Regions from separate parts of the Oryctolagus cuniculus genome. Here region 2 is linked to region 1. The links are chromatin contacts, called in public Micro-C maps. All regions are on one chromosome and are shown on one strand. The core of a region is the stretch at or near the end of the contact, and the rest is flanking DNA. Distances in the headings are between cores, read along the strand shown. Region 1 holds the start of SIRT1 (sirtuin 1). Region 2 holds the start of HERC4 (HECT and RLD domain containing E3 ubiquitin protein ligase 4).

Region 1 (3,388 bases), core at 45-2,544:
TCACTTTCAAAAATGGAAGGAAGTGACTGGCTGTCAAAGGGAGATTCTGTTTAATTTGAAGTGCAAACATTTTTGAAACTAGTAAATGATATCTCAAAAATGAGTTTCCAGCCTTCTTGGTTCTTTTTGAAGCTAAAGCAACAGAGCTTGAGTTGCTTGCCTAAGGTCATGCAGGTATCGGTGCAATATATCCAGGACCCATAGTCAGTTTAAGGAATGGTGTGCTATGAACGCTGAGAAGTTCTTTAAGTGACTAGAAATGCTGCAGGCAGATGCCACGCAAAGCATAGGTCCTTAGTTATGGCTGTAAAGTAACAATTTTCCAGGGCAAGTGGAAAGTGGTGGAGTTTCCAGTGGGGAAGCAACTCTGGTTTTTGAACTACTATGTACCTTTTAAATATAGCTAGCTTATTTAATTTTCATAACCCTGCAAAATAGGTATTATGAGAAAAAATTGGATTTAGAAAAGGCTAACTTGCTCGGTATACAAGAATCCCAAATTTAAAGCAAACCCAGAGATGGGGAGTGGCCGAGCCTTGTTCTCGACTGCCCGACTTGACCCAATGCAATCACTACACCTGAGAACACCGGGGCCCACAGGTAGGAACGCACACACATTTGAGTACAAGTTACGGACCGAAAGCTGATAGGCTGACTCCCAAGTTCCCAGGTCAAAGGACCTAGGACGGGGACACACGCCTGTGAGGATCTGACAATCTCGCCCCACAAGTGAGGGCGACAGGGCACAAGAGCCAATCACTGAAGGGGAGGGCCAAGCAAAGGAGCTGAAGAAGGGCTGTCAGAATGGCGCGGGGGCGGCAGAGCGCCTTGTTCTTTCCTCCCCACTGACAAAAGCCCAACGGCTACCCAGCGTTATTTCAAGGAGCGAAGCTTCAGTCCTCATCGCCTCTCAGGAGCCCAACTTTAACCCTTAGCTAAAAATGCAGACAGGGCTAGGCAGGGAAGGTGTGCGCTGGAGGCAGAAGTGGAAACTCCGTGAACCAAAACGTGTGCCTTCCGGACGGTCCTGAGTTCAGGACGCTTCCAAACAGAAGTTCAAAAGCGGCCGCCGAGCGAGCGTGCAAGACACGCCCGCCACTGAGGGGAGGGGCCTCAGGCCGCCCGAGCCGCGTTTCCTCCCCGCCCGAGCAGAGAGGGAGACGCCCGGGCCTCCGCCCGCCACGTGACCGGCCGTGTTGTGGTTCGGCCCGCGTGGGTGGCGGGAGCGGCGGGAGGGCGGGGGCGGGGGCGGAGGCAGGTCACGTGACGGGGTTTAAATCTCCCGCAGCCGGAGCCGCGGGGGCGCCAGTGCCGCGCGTCGAGCGGGAGCAGAGGAGGCGAGGAAGGAGGGCCAGAGAGGCAGTTGGAAGATGGCGGACGAGGCGGCGCTCGCCCTTCAGCCTGGCGGCTCCCCGTCGGCTGCGGCGGCCGAGAGGGAGGCCGCTTCGCCGCCTGCTGGAGAGCCGCTCCGCAAGAGGCCGCGGAGAGACGGCCCTGGCCTCGGGTGGAGCCCGGGCGAGTCCGGCGGGCCGGCCCCCGAGCGTGAGGTGCCGGCGGCGGCGGCGGCGGCGGCCGGGAGCTGCCCGGCTGTGGCGGCGGCGCTGTGGCGGGAGGCGGAGGCGGCGACGGCGACGGGCGGGGAGCGAGAGGCCCAGGCTATGGTAGCGGCCGGAGGAGACAATGGGCCTGGCCTGCAGGGCCTACCCCGGGAGCCGCCGCCGGCCGACGATTTCTGCGAAGACGAAGACGACGACGACGAGGGCGAAGAGGAGGAAGAGGCGGCGGCGGGGATTGGGTACAGAGGTGCGCAGGGCGCGGGCGGCCGGGACTGCGCATCCCCCTCCTCCTCCTCTCGGGGCCCCTCCTAGTGTCCGGTTGGGGGGGGGGTCTCTAGGGCGGGCCGGGGGTTCCGGGCTGGCTCGCGGGATCCTCTCCCCATGGCGGCCCTCCGTTCAGCCGCGCTGCTCCCGGGCTGCCGGCCGTGCGGTGGGGAGCTGCGCGCGGACTTGCTCCTTGTCTTCCCTCGGTCCGCGGCCCCTCTCGGCGGCCTTGCGGCGTTCGACGCAGCCGCCGGGTGTGGACGCTGTCTCCCTTGGCTTTACAAATAAGTTTTCTCTCTTCTAGTATTGCTTTCGTTGAACTTACTTTGCTCTCCTCCTCCTTCACCAGCACACTTAAAGTCTGCAACTTTCGGCCGTCCCGTTGGTCGACCTTTCGCAGTTGCCCGTGCAAACTGACACCTGTGCCATTTATTTATTTATTTGACGATCTGTACTTTTAAACTTGTAGTTATAAATTTGGAAAGAGCAAAGCGGCTTTCTGAGGTCTTAACCTGAAAACTTTAAAAGCATAGTTTCTAAAGCAGTCTTTTGTGATGCGTTTAGTGGGGATCGCATAATGAAGTACTTTCAGAGTGCTTTATATTAATATTGTGGTTGAGTCGTGTTCTGAAGTGGTTTTAAGCTAAATGGGATTCTTCTGTATATATGTGATCCTGAAGCAGGTTGACATGTTTTTGACATACTGAAGTACATGTCTTGTCCTTGAGGGTTTCATAGTTTGACTTGAGAAGTTTCTGTGTCTGTCAGTACTGTGTCGGAACTAGCCAGTGGAGCATTTAGTAGCCACATGGAAAAAAAAAAATGTGTAGTGTATACATCAGGGACTGCACAGGTGAAGCAGCTCCTGATTTCAAGAAACAAAATTCCTTCCTCCTTCAGGTAAATTTGGCAAATATTAAATTTCTTTGTGATTCAGTCTGCTGAACTAAGGAACCATCATAGTATTTAGAAGCACAATAAATGGGAGAAACAGATAATGCAGAAATAGCTAAGTATGTTTAGTAGTATATAAAAGCCCAGAGTGCAGGCAGCCTTGGTTTTCACAACGTTGGTGGGTAAATTTTGACAACTTGCATGTACTCCTTTGCTTGTATGATTGCTAAGCTCAGTCTATAGAGACTACCTCTTATTCTGTTTTGACTTTTTAAAAAGTAGACTCAGATTTTTGATAGACTGAAGCTTTGAATTCTGCAAAGGATCTCTTGAGGATCAGAGAACTGCTCTTGTGAATGTTGACCACCTTTACACATGCGGGATGTATGTTAAATGCTTTAGTCATTAAAAATGGTTGCTTTGTGACCACTGATGAGTCTTCTTGCATTTCAGATGCAGGCTGTCAGCAGCCTTAATGTTGATTTCTTTTGCAGATAATCTCTTGTTCGGTGATGAAATTATCACTAATGGCTTTCACTCATGTGAAAGCGATGACGACGACAGAGCCTCACATGCAAGCTCTAGTGACTGGACTCCAAGGCCACGGATAGGTATGGTTCAGAGCTGTGCCCCTCCCCCCATTTTCCCTCTGTCCCTTTAATAGATTGAAGTTT
Region 2 (3,529 bases), core at 77-2,576, 180 kb after region 1:
GTGGCAACTGTGACTGAAATATTGGGGAAGAAAATTCTAAATAACCCAGCACTGCTGATTTTTCAAGAATAGGAATGGGGGCTGGGACACTGATAGTTTGTTGGCGAAATCCGCAGAACTTTCCAGTACATAGACTGAATATTTCTTCGACTGTAAAGACTCGGATAACAATCAACGAGTCCATTTCATTTAAATAAAACTACACAGATTTTTAAATACTTCGCATTATTAAACAACACCATTACTGAACGTCAGCTTTACTCCTGTTGTTATCACCCACATTCCTTACGCAAAACCTTCGAAGTTCAAAACCCAATTTTCCTACTAGCAAGCGCCAAAGATGCCCCATTCCACGACTCATCCATTCACACGTTGGATTTCATGCTTTAGGGACATCAGAACTGGATTGTTCCCGAGAGTTCTGCATTGTCTTTTTTTAAGAAAGACAAAACAGGAAAAAAAATACTCCCTAATTCTACGGGCGAGGCTCAACCATCCTCTTTAAAAAAAAAAAAAAAAAGTCAGAAGGGGTACTAGAAAGCCTTCCTCTCGCCAGCAACAGGTAGGGAATGAGAAGCGGCTTCGTCCCAGCTTCCCCGGAACGCGCACCCAGACCCAGTTCACGGGGACGGGGGAAGAGAAATCGTCCGCACACACCCAACCTCGCGGACAGCCCAGCCAACTACCGCAGCTGCCGGCTCGCAGCCGCCGCAGAGGCCGGCGGCCGAGGCTGGGCACCCCGCGGCCTCAAGCCCGAGGGAGGCCCTTCGCCGGGGAGGTGCCACATTCCAGCCCCGGGGCCAGGGAGTCCCGACCGTGCCCTCGCCCCCAGCAAGCGCCGAGCCAGCGCCTCGCGCCAGGCCGGCCTCGTCCGCCAGCTCCGCCGGCCCCTCCCTAACACCGTCACACACACCCCCGAACCCCACCGGGGCAACGACTCACCCGGGCCCTCGGGGTAGAAAATGCCCAGGGCGACTGCGGGCGGCCCCTCCCCAGGGAACGAGGCGGCGCGGCTGCCGAAGCAGGTTTTCGGCTTCTGGAACCCTCCTCCTTCAAGCCAGTGGAGGCGGCCAACAAGGCTCCTCCGGCGTCGGTGCCGCTGCTCCCCTCTCCGGCTCGCCTGAAACTTTACCGGGTTCCTCAGAGGAAAGCGGCCACCACCGCTGTCCAGTCCAGAGACAGCAGTCAGCGACCCGGATGGAGAGGGCGGGGAAGGACTGGAGGCGAGCTGGGCGGAGAGCGCGAGGGGTGGAGAGAGTTAGGGAAAGAGGCAGGGGAGAAGGGAGAGGGGGAGGTGGCCAGGCGGGGGGTGGGGGTGGGGAGGGGTGGCCGGAAGTGAGTCGCGGAGCACGCGCGCGAACCCAGCTACTTCCCGGCCCGCGCGCCTGCGCGGGAATCCTCCCGGGGCGCGTCGACCCTGCGCTTGCGCAGTGTGCAGCTGCGCGTAGTGGTGGCTTGCGGAGACGAGCCCAGAAGGCGTTAGTTAACGTGTTTTTAGCAACGCCTGTGCTTTTTAATGAAGCAGATCTCTTCGGTTTTTGTTTTGGTTGGCTTTCTGCTCGTAGGTTTAGTCGTTGTATTTTATTCTGCCGTTTCCAGGGGCGATTTTCAAGTACAGGTGGAACTAACAAATACGGATATAGAGGCAACTGATGGCTTATTTTGCTCTTTAACTTCAGCTGGAAGTCTGAGTATGCAAGATATAGTGATAGCAGTGGTTGAAACTACGCGCATTAAATACCAGCCCCAGTTTGTGTCCCTGATGCAGTGTTGCCTCCTGTCACTTTCTGCACTCTCCTGGAAGATAAGCTTAACTGCAGAACCTCCCTAAATTAGAGAAAATTAGGTAACAAATAGGACTCGGGTGCCTTCTTCATAGAGACGGAGTCCGCATCTCACAGGCCAGTTTTAACATAATCTCTTTAAAAACAAGAGAACTTGAAACTGGGCACTTTTGAGGTTTTCTGTTAGACTTTAAGAACGGTGACTGAGAAGTTCCTACTGAGAACCTAGAAGACAATCCGCAATAGGCCATGTTTCTCTCTAACTGAAAAGGTGCATTCCAGATTGGGAAGCGTCTGTGCTAGTATATGCTTAAGTATTTGTATTGAGCCATAACAAACTACAACAAACCGAATAGATTAAAACAAAAATTTAGTATCTCACAGTTACAGAGGGCAAATGTCCAAAAGGTGGCAGGGTTGATTCCCCCTTGGAAATTTCAGAGGCAGAGCCTTTTCCACCACACTGTCCTCACTTCTGGTGGTTGCCAACAGCCCTTGGCAGCCCTTGTAGAAGCTTTACTCTAACTTCTGCCTCCATCTCTACTTGGTTTTCCCTGTGTTCATGTTCACATTTCTCTTCTCATAAGGATATTCCAACCCAGTATGACCTCATCTTAACTTGATTGCACCTACAAAGACCCTGTTTTCAAGTAAGGTCACACTCACAGGTACTAGAGGTGAGGACCCATAACAAAAATAAGTGTACAATGAAACGATGATTAAGCAAAACAAGCATACTTCCAACCTTAGGAGTTATGAGAATGTCTACAAAACATTCTTAATTCTTATTTCGACAGCTTCATTGTTTTTTTAGAACTCTGTTGTCTTTTAACCTTAAAAACATTTTGCCTCAGAATAATATATCATTAAAACAAAGTTATGGGATACAGGATATCCTAAGACAGGCACTTGATGTCAAGACAAATAAAAGTTGAATGGCTTAGCATTAAAGTGTGCTTTTTATCTTTCAATAGTCCAAGTGCAAGTTCCTAATGAGTAAAGATTGATTTCCAGGGACCTGGGAAGGTGGGGGTAGGTTCTTAATTCTTATCTGGGAAGCGCTGTGTATCACTGTCGTACATATTACATTAGCTAAAACTACACACCTAGAAACAGAAGTTTAGGAAACAGTCATTTGAGTTCACAAGTACCACTTTATCTTGCACTAAATAAAGGAAAGCATGAATTGGACAGTTCTGCCACATGGACACATCTCTACATGGAATTTTTTTTTAAGATTCATTTTATTTATTTGAAAGGCAGAGTTAGAGAGAGAAGGAAAGACAGAGGCAAAAGTCTTCCCTCCCCTGGTTCATTCCCCAAATGACCACAATAGCCAGAGCTGGGCCAATCCAAAGCCAAGAGGCAGGAGCTGCTTCTGGGTTTCCCACATGAGTGGCAGGGGCACCTCCTAGCTCCTGGCTTCGGGTTGGCCCAGCTATGGCAGATGCAGCCATTTGGGAAGTGAACCAGCGGATGGAAGCCCTTTCTCTCTCTCTCTCTTTCTCTCTCTAACTCTGTCTTTCAAATAAATAAAATAAATCTTTAAAAAAAAAAGAGAGAGAGAGAAAAGGAATATACCAAATTCTAGAAATTGTTGTGTTAAGAGTGTTGGAATATGGGGCAACTTTTTTCTCTTCTCTATTTTCCAAATTTCTATATTTGGTTTTAAAATGTTGTGAATAGAAGAAACAGTACTTCTAAAATAGAAGAGGTTCAAAGTATAAACATGTGTAATTATTACA

Evidence for each region. A called contact is a pair of places that touch in the nucleus more often than the background predicts.
Region 2: a contact with region 1 is called in a Micro-C map of ear pinna, with 5 times the contacts expected there. The contact joins the promoter of HERC4 here to the promoter of SIRT1 in region 1. A contact is called at or near these places in 2 of 6 Hi-C or Micro-C datasets (ear pinna and an unstated tissue).

What each region holds. Positions count from the first base shown.
Region 1 is chr15:59,832,918-59,836,305 of mOryCun1.1, forward strand. SIRT1 (sirtuin 1) reads left to right here and starts at 1,295. Exons shown (of 10, transcript XM_008270059.4): 1 at 1,295-1,803; 2 at 3,209-3,325. The coding sequence starts at 1,371. LOC127484288 (small nucleolar RNA SNORD77) reads right to left here and starts at 2,786; the gene lies at 2,719-2,786.
Region 2 is chr15:60,017,426-60,020,954 of mOryCun1.1, forward strand. It overlaps HERC4 (HECT and RLD domain containing E3 ubiquitin protein ligase 4), which reads right to left and starts at 1,327. Exons shown (of 26, transcript XM_002718458.5): 1 at 943-1,327.